2 separate regions of the Sus scrofa genome follow, and region 1 is linked to region 2. Evidence: chromatin contacts called from public Hi-C data. All regions are on one chromosome and are shown on one strand. Each heading gives the region's core, a stretch centred on a gene start, on an enhancer-like site or on the middle of the called end of the contact. The rest is flanking DNA. Distances are from core to core; before and after follow the strand shown.

Region 1 (4,416 bases), core at 1,127-3,626, 260 kb before region 2:
ACCGTCTGCCTGTAAAATCACTAACAGTGTGGTCATGTCTCCAGATCTGCAAAATGAAGTTCTGATCCCACACACGCCCCCACTGGAGGAGGGTGCAGGAGCATGAATGGCCAAGACATCTTTGGAAGGCATGGTCTATGCAATGTCGTTCTCATCCAGTTTATAAGACGACAAGGGAATACAACACAAGAAACCCTCAGACACAGAGGAGCAGGCTGGGTGCCAGGCGCGCACACCTGCCAAGCCAGAGCTCCCATCCTTCCAGGCCGGCTGCTTCCTTTAGTAAGGCCATTAGACACAGGGCACAAAGTTGACACTCCGTCCCCCTAACCAGACTCTTCAAGAGAACTCTGGATGAGGTTCAAGGAGGTGGTATGATGGAAACCTGTGCTATGATGTCCAAGGTCCAGTCTTTCCCTACTGAGTTTATGAAAACAGCTTAAGTTGTTTAAATTTTTAAAAAAGAGAGGACCCTCTGTTTGGGAAAAGCATCTTTGAAACTTGTTTGGAGACCAGCAATTTCAGAGGACTGCACTAACCACTGTCTCTAGACCGCTACAGATCCTGGACGTGAGCTGCAGCGGCCTCCAGCTAACCTAGCTCGTTTCAGACTGGCCCCCACAACCTTCAACTGGCTCTTTCCAATCCTGTTACTACCGGTCCTGAAGTCAGGGGTTTTTGTAAACTGACAGACTCCTTCGTCTGTCCTATGTCTGAAGTCAAGGGGAGATTCTGTCACTAACCAAGGACCTCTGTTCAGTCCTGAGCTTTTCTTCCCCTTGGAGGGCTTGTCCCTATACCTGTGTACAGAGGTATAGTTATTATACCACTCCTTAAGTTTTGTTAGTATTTTATGCTGTGTTTCACACTGCACCCTTAAAGCTCTGTCCACATGTCTTTATTTCAAGAATCTGAGCATAAGGCATGGCCAGCATTGTCAGTGAAGTTTTAAGTGTTAATAAAATAGTATTACACCAAAAAGGGGAGGAGGGGACGGAGTTGACCTATTTGGAGATTCCTCTGCTGGACAAGTCAACTACTTACTAGGTGTGATCTTCTTTGCTGCATCTGAAACTCAGTGGAGGGGGAGATACACACTTGAACCTGAGGGAAGAGAGTGCTTTCCGAAGCTGTCCCCTCTGCATGCTTCAGCTGCCTGGCACAGGCGGACTGCCTCAGTCAGAGTCCCTCTGAGATGTGAGCCTTCCCCAGAAGGCCACTCTGCCTCTAAGGCTATACTGGCGTCTCTGGCCCCTGATGTGTACGGGGACCACATGCGCCGTTAGAGCTCACTCAGGATCCCAGGAAATTCTGTTCACAGATTCATCCAACTGAGTTTCCTTCAAATCCATAAATTACCACCATTCATTTTATCCAAATAAAACCCACCAGGCTCTTCCAACTTTGCTGCTGTTTAAAATTTTTGATAATAAAACATTAGTGGAAAACACCCCATGGCACTCACATTTCTACATTATTTTCAGGCAGTTCAGAGCAGCAATTAATCTTCTGGGTTCATTTGTAATTCTGAATCCTGCCATTATGAGAGATTTTCCCTACGTGTTACTTTGTTTCAGACTGTCCATCACTCCCCTCAGCAGCTAGCGCTATTGCAAACTTTTTTTTTTTTTTATTCCTTTTTAGGGCTGCACCTGTGGAATAAGGAAGTTCCTAGGCTAGGGGATGAATTGGAGCTGCAGTTGCCAGGCAAGCCACACACACAGCAACACTGGACCCGAGCCGCAACTGCGACCTATGCTGCAGCCCTGCATGCAGCAAGGCCGGATCCTTAACCTACTGAGCAAGGCCAGGGATCAAGCCCACATCCTCATGGATACTAGTGAGGTTCTTAATCTGCTGAGCTGCAACGGAAACTCCTCTTTATTTTTTTCCCCTATTGCAAATGTATTCACATCATCTTAACTTACCTCTCTGGGGGCCCCCTGCCAAGTGACACACCTCCAAGCCCTGGGGGCTGCTGTACCCATACTATGCTACCACTCCAAACCGCACCTGAGCAGCCAGGGCCGCATGGCTCATCTCCCACCCATGGTAATATCCAGGGAGCAACATCACCTGGACAATGACAGGGACCAGAGGCAGCCACAGAGAAGTGTTGACAGTGCTCTGTGCTGAAGAGGGCTCCTGCTACTTTAAAACAAACTGGTTTTGTGGGGGGGCTCTTGTTTCTCCTTTATCATAAAACTAGTTAAATTCATTAGATTAGTAAGCAGAAAAATCTTACCACTAAAACTTAAATCCCCACTCACAGCTTTCACATGAGGCTATTAAGATTTTTTCCTCTTTCTATCCCACTCTGTTTCCTCTCTTGCTTCATACTTTAAAGGTTTCTGGAGCTGAGATCACTACTGATTAGCATCTCATGCAACATTCCAGCTGCCTTGCTAAGATCCTGCCCTCCCTCGCTGCCTCAGCGGAGACTGTTTCTAGATTAAAAGGATACTATTTCTGTTTTAGAAGCATCAGTGCAAATCCCTATGAATGTAAGTTTTTTTTCCCAAAAAAATTATCCCTGAGGAAGCTCTACCAGTGTTTTTCCTGTAACTTAAGGTAACCATGTGTCTCCTTCCCACATGCCTTCCTAGTGGCTAAACGTTCCTGAGCCTTCTTCCTCCACATCTTGACAAGGTGTTTTACTGCCTGGCCTCCACCACTAGCTTCTGAGACACAAGCAGTTCACTTTCCTTTGCTGCGTTCATTCGGGCAGGTTAACCTGTCTGGAGTGTGGGGAGTGTTACCTCTGAGATAAGGTATCATGACCAGACCATCAGCAGATGAAGCCAATGTGAGGTCCAAATGCGTACAGTAATCTAACAACTGTGAGAGACCTTGCAGACCACTGACCCAAAAACCATTTTTCCAGCCCAGCCCTTGCTGGCAGAGCCTGCTCACTGCTGGGGAGGCGGAAATCCTAGCCCTGCCCTTTCCCACTTTCCCTCCTGTGCACCCCACTCCTGGCAAAGGGGACCGGGGGGAAGCCTGCTGGGCTGGAGGGACCTTCTGCAAATCATGTTGCCCTGAGAAAGTGACAGGAGAAGAGGCTGAGGGCCTTGGCGCTAGGGCTGCAGCATCCACCTGTGACCCAACCACAGGGAAAGGCCAAGCCAGGCCAGGAGCCCCCCAGCCCCGACAGCTCCATGCGGCTGGAACCCCCTATACTTCGCAACTTTCTGTTCTGTGAGAAGAGCCAACCCCCAGAGTCTGGCACTCCGTTACTCACACCAAAGTATCCTGACTGGAATTCTCAGGTGATGACCATGAGGGAGAAGAGGAGTGGGAGTAGAGGGCATTTATGGCACCTACTGTACAGAAGGCACCGTGCCAGGCACCCAATATGATTACCTCCTTCACACCATCAAACAGCCCCTTGGGTAGATCCCTTCATGTCCACTTCGCGAATGAGGAAAGTAAGGAACAGAGAGGTGGGGTAAGTTCTGAGGTTGCACAGCGGGTGGGGACCTGCCCCAGGCTGGGAGGGGCTGGAGGAGGAGGGGTCGGGGTTGGGACCGGAGCAGGCACTGACCTTCTCAGCCTTCTGGTGGAAGACAGAGGACATGTCCAGCAAGGTGCTGCGCTCGTCCAGGGCCGCGGCGAACGCCTTCCACTCCTGCTCCAGCTGGTTGGCGATCTGCTTGATCTGCTGGGAGGCGTAGTGGCCCGACTCCACCAGGCGGTTGGCCACCGACATGATGCGGTTGATGTTCACGTACACGTTCTGCGAAAGGAAGGAGAGAGGGCTGGTCGGGCGAAGGCCCACAAGGGGCGTCTTTCCAAGAACGTGGTGGTGGGGGGGGGGGGCGCTTTCAGAAACAGCCTGGGAACTTAAAAGTTACATTTTAACAGCAGAATCACCTGGCGGGTCCCAGGACACCTGTTTTGCTGTTTGGATTTCCGTAAACTCCAAGTAGGAGTTTCAGTTTCTATTTTTAAATGCAAACCTACAACTCAACCAGCTGAGAGAGAGGCAGGCACGGAGCAGTGGCACACAGATGCGAGTGCGCACGAAGGTCTGTGACTCACGTCTTGGCCTCAGAGCCTGAAAAGGGCCCAGATGGTAAGCAGTCACCCAGAACTTTGGGGACCCACCACTGCAGTTTGTAACTGGAACCCAGAGACCACAAACTATGTACTTAGCAACCAAAGGCTATTTTGTATGAAAACAATCTCTTCTTTCTATATAAGCCCAAGTCATCTTGCTGGTGCCAACAAAAAATCTTCTGTAAATGGATCCACATTCACCAAGGAATGTGAACTGGGCTATGAAGAAAACAATGCTGCGTTCAAACTTTAAATTAAGCTTTTCCACTCTGTTGACATCACTGTCTTCAACTCCATTAGTTTATTGCAAAAATAAGGGTGCAAAAGCATTTTTCTTGTAAGAGAAGTTCTTCTTTA
Region 2 (4,558 bases), core at 1,810-4,309:
CAGCTAAATGCTAATTAGTATCTTCCAAAGAGTAAAAATAGATCTCTAATCTCTCACGTTATTGCTGAGTACAGAGAGCACCAGGGAACCATGTTTTCAGAGCCTCCGTCTTATTTAATGGTTTACAGATTCCACGCAAAACCCTACATGCCAGTTGCATGGCAGTAGCTGACACGCAGCTGAGACGCTCAAACGTGGTTGATTTCCAGAGGCTGTTGTCATGAGAATCTCAGTCATTCGTGGCTATAATTGTGCTTGTGCAACTCTGATGAAGAATTCCCTCTACAATTATGTGGGCTGGAATCATGCTGGAGAAATTCAAGTGACAGCTGAAGAGAACAAGATGGAATGAGAATGGCCAAAGTTATGACAAATAGTTATGCTCGCCACATATTGAGACTTGGGGACTGGCTTTGGCAGATGGCACATTTGGACTCCTGTGCTCCCCTTCTGGAGGATTCCCGAGAGATGCTTCTGTGACAGCTGATGCTTCCAGCTGACCTCATATCTGAGACTTCTGGCTTCTCTTGCCCAAAATTCAAGTGGTTTTTTGCCTGCTATTGATATGGATGTTCTGGAAATTCTTGTGGATCACTTAGGGTTTTCCAATGAAAGTGGCCTAAATGATGGAGTGGGGATCCATCATCTCCTTCCAACAAGAATGGAGGGAGGAGTTGTTTGGGGTTAGCATCTCAGGGATGTCACCAGGGCCCCCAACTCATCTCATATTTCCACTCTGCCATCCTGGGCATGTTGGCTTTCATCCTCAACTTTGTCCTCTCAAGGTATGACATCATTTCTTCATAAAACTGTGTCTAGGTCCAAGGAAGGGACGTTATTCTAGATTCCCTCCAAAGTAGAGCCTGATATCATTTATAAATGATACACTTTATAAATGATACATTTACAAATGATAAATGTATCATTTATCATTTATTTGGTCCAGAAACTGGGAGGGAGGAACTGGGGACATGAGGCAGAGAAGGAGGAAAAACCAATACAAGGATGTGTCATTGAGCTTCTGCTGTGGGTGCCAGGGGCTAAGTTTTGCTGGGATGTACTGGAAAGTGCCCAGAATATAGCCAGGATTGCCCTCTTGGAAGACTGAGGCTTCTGGAGTCTTCATCCACTGTTCCCATAGCTGGAAGGGCAAAGAATGCCGGTGTGTGAGGTGGCAGGCGTGGCATAGGAGAAGACTCAAAGGCCAAGATGTAAAGAAGCATAGTGTGTGTGCCTGAGGTGGGATGCTGTCAGCTCAGGGTGAGTAGGAGCACTTAAGAATGCCCATCGTTGTGGTGCCAGGCTTGAAATTAATATTCAGTAGTATGTGCTGCTTTGATATCTGAAGCTGGGAGGGCTGGTTCTCCTCCCCACCCTGCTCCCACAGATAAGGTCCACTAGCCAAACAACTCTCCTCATCCTGGGAATAGGTCCTGCTGCTGTTTATCCCTGAGTAAGACTCAGTTTCCTGCCAGACCACGGAGTTATTTGAACAAGACTATCCTATTCTCCCGGGAGAACCATGGGGCACCCCAAACTTTTGATACTACAAATCCTGCTTCCCACAGCCCTGCTTGATGGCTCTGATCCCTAGTGAAGCCCTGTGTCCTGCATCGTATGCTGTGTCCCCTTCCCAGGCATGAGCATACGTGACTATAAATGGCCTTGACCTCATCTTGTCCAGTGTTGGGCGCTCAGCCACCCCCAGAACTCTAGGGTAGGAATTCCTCCCTCACCAATGGTGAGAGGATGAGATAAACAACTGGTAACTAAGAATATCCACTATGGATACAGTTGAAATCACATGAAACCACAGTGGACCAAGGGATGTGCTTGCTGCAGGGAACCATAGGCAGCTGCTACGGAGGGGAAAATGGGGGAATTTTTCCTTTTTGTCTCTTTTGAAAAATCAGGATCAAGGATCTTTCAAAGAAGCCCCCAGGATGTTCCTGTAATGTCTCATTGGACAGAACTGGGTGACCTACCTCTCTCTGAACCAATCTCTGGCAAATGGCAAAACGACAATATGAAGACTGTTTAGACAGCCATCACAATTAGTCCTTTGTGGTGGGGTAGGGCCCACCTTCTGTGAGAACATTTCCCTTCTATGCCTGGATGAAATCAGGGTTCTATTAGAAAAAAATAAGGGAAAAATGGCTGTTGGGTTTGCAACTAGCGGTATCTACTTGCTAAATGATGGAGAAACCATTCAAAGGTTTAGGGGGCAGAAATAGTGCCATCTCTATTTTTTTTTTTTTAACTCTGGTGACAGTATAAAAGAGAAAATAGAGAGGCAAGAAATTGAGGCAGGCCAACCAACTCTGACACAACTGCCTGAAGTGAGGACAGTGGCCATAGCAATCCTGTGGGATGTCGACAATGGAGGAGGGGAAAAAAACCCCAGGGGTTACGGTATAAGAGACTGAGGTCCACTGGCTCCTCGACAGTACCCTAGCCCTCTTTCAGGAGGGCTAGGTTGGAAAGAGGGCTAGCCCTCTTTCTGGTTGGAAAAGTCTGGGGCGAGGCCCAAGAATGTGAAGTTTTGACTTATACCCTCCAGGTGATTCTGAAACAGGTGGCTGGTGCCCACAGGTTGAGTGTCCTTCCACCCAGTGAGTAAATCCCTGGGCTGGAATTACTGCCAGCACCCCACCGGGGGTGGGAGGTAATCTTCACTCTTCCTAAAGTTTCTTTGTCCAGCCACCAGGGTTCTGAATCCCTGAGCTGGCGTGCTAAGAATCTGCATCAGTGCAGGTCATCCACACAGGCGAGGATGAGATCCAACAACTGGTAACTAACAATAACGGGTTTCAATGACAAACCTCCTAGTCTGGCTGAAGCCCTCTGCATTTTCCCCTAATAGCTCCTGGATAGCCAGTGACCTTCATCCTTGGGTCTACCTGATATTTGCAGCTGACTTTCATCTACTAGATTGCTCTTGGACCTTCCCTTTGAACTGGTGAGTGGCTGACTTGGCTTGAGCCAACAGCATCCCACACACAAGCTGCCTCATTCCTTCATTCTCTAAGTATTTACTGAGTCACCTTTCGCCAGGCATTATTCTAGGCCTTGGGGATCCAACTTGGAAACACATGGGCAGCGTCCCCACCCTCTGATGCTGACACAACATGAGTCACATTGTAAAAAGAAAAGTACACAGTCAAATGGGTTGAGTTGTGGTCCTCCCTGAAAAAAAAAATTAGGTCCAAATCTAATCCTTAGTACTTATGGATGAGATCTTATTTGGGAAAAGGGTCTTTGCAGATGTAATTAAGCTAAGGATCTGAGGATGACATCATCATGGATTTAGGATGAGCCTTAACTCCAATGACTGATGTTCTAACAAGAAAAGGAGAGGGGAGATTGAATATATAGAAACAGATGGAAGAAGGTGACGTGAAGGCAGAGGGAGGGATGGAAGTGATGCAGCTGCAAGTGAAGGAACCCTGGACCCACCCTGCTGGAAGAGGCAGGAAGGATCCTCCCCTAGGGATTTTGGATGGTGCAGCCCTGATTGAGGAACTTGATTCAGGGCTTTGGGCCTCCAGAATTGTGAGAACTCAAACTTTGCTGTTTGAGCCACCCAATTTGTGCTCATTTGTTACAACAGCCCCAGGAAACTAATATGCAAAGTAAGTCAGGACATGGTGAGAGCCAGGAAGGAAATGAAAGCTGGGTGGGAGGATGCGGAGGCTGGGAGGGTAGAGGAGAAGCTGCTCTAGGCAGAGTGACCAGGAACACAGGTCCTCACTGGTATCTATTTCTTCCTGGCCTTCCCTATTGTCTTCTCCCAGCTGTGTTCTCACCCTTGACCTAGGATCTTAGCTCATCCGAAGTTGGAGCTCGGGGGGAACTCTGCTAACTCTCTGCAAAAAATAAGTATCCCCCTTGTGGGTAGTGGCTGGGGTCACAAACTCAGATGAAACCTGGGTGAAGGACAACATGGAGGGCAAGCGCCCCTCCCTCAGTGTGGCAGCTGCTGTTTGGCACCAGCTGATCAGTGCCACTTGGGGATGTGGCTAGCACTGCCAGATATTCTGGTTTCTTAGGTGAAGCCAGAAACCTGATAGAAGTCTCTCACTCTCGCTCTGGTATTTACTTAAAAAAATTGAGGTGGAATCAACATAGCATAGATTAACCATGTTAAAGTATACAATTCCATGGCATTCAGTTCATTTACAAGATAGTCTAACCACCATCTCTATCTAGTTCCGAAACATTTTCATCACCTGAAAATGAAGCCCCCCACCCCCTGGGTAGTCATTCCCCATTTCCTACCCCCAGCTTCTCGTAACCACTACTCTGTTCCATCTCTGTGGATTTACCTATTCTGGATCTTTCGTGTAAATGGAATCATGCAATTCAATGTCAACAACAAACAACGACAACCACAGACACCGTGTGGACCATTGGAATGGCCCTTCATCCAGTGCCTGATATCTTGTTTGGCCATTGACAGGTGGCCCCTCACATCAAAGGGATGGGTTCATTGGGCAGCTGTCTCTGTGGCCTGTCAGGACGCTATAATGCCAGGCTGGGGGTGGTCCAGAAGCTCTGC

Evidence for each region. Hi-C and Micro-C count contacts between places; a contact is called where the count stands out from the background.
Region 1: a contact with region 2 is called in a Hi-C map of embryonic fibroblasts, with 1.9 times the contacts expected there. The contact joins two enhancer-like sites. A contact is called at or near these places in 3 of 47 Hi-C or Micro-C datasets (embryonic fibroblasts and fibroblasts) and 1 of 2 datasets of contacts at active chromatin or transcription factors (alveolar macrophages).

The regions. Positions count from the first base shown.
Region 1 is chr16:3,717,796-3,722,211 of Sscrofa11.1, reverse strand. It overlaps TRIO (triple functional domain protein), which reads right to left. Exons shown (of 56, transcript XM_021077142.1): 6 at 3,545-3,736. Among named protein-coding and RNA genes, the nearest start is that of TRIO, 29 kb to the right of the region's middle. Within about 2 kb of position 2,376, at least 12 of the 83 cell types and tissues checked have an H3K27ac peak or open chromatin away from gene starts, as enhancers often do. A contact at or near this core is called in embryonic fibroblasts, where this site is marked.
Region 2 is chr16:3,457,127-3,461,684 of Sscrofa11.1, reverse strand. No RefSeq gene overlaps it. Among named protein-coding and RNA genes, the nearest start is that of DNAH5, 93 kb to the right of the region's middle. Within about 2 kb of position 3,059, at least 10 of the 83 cell types and tissues checked have an H3K27ac peak or open chromatin away from gene starts, as enhancers often do. A contact at or near this core is called in embryonic fibroblasts, where this site is marked.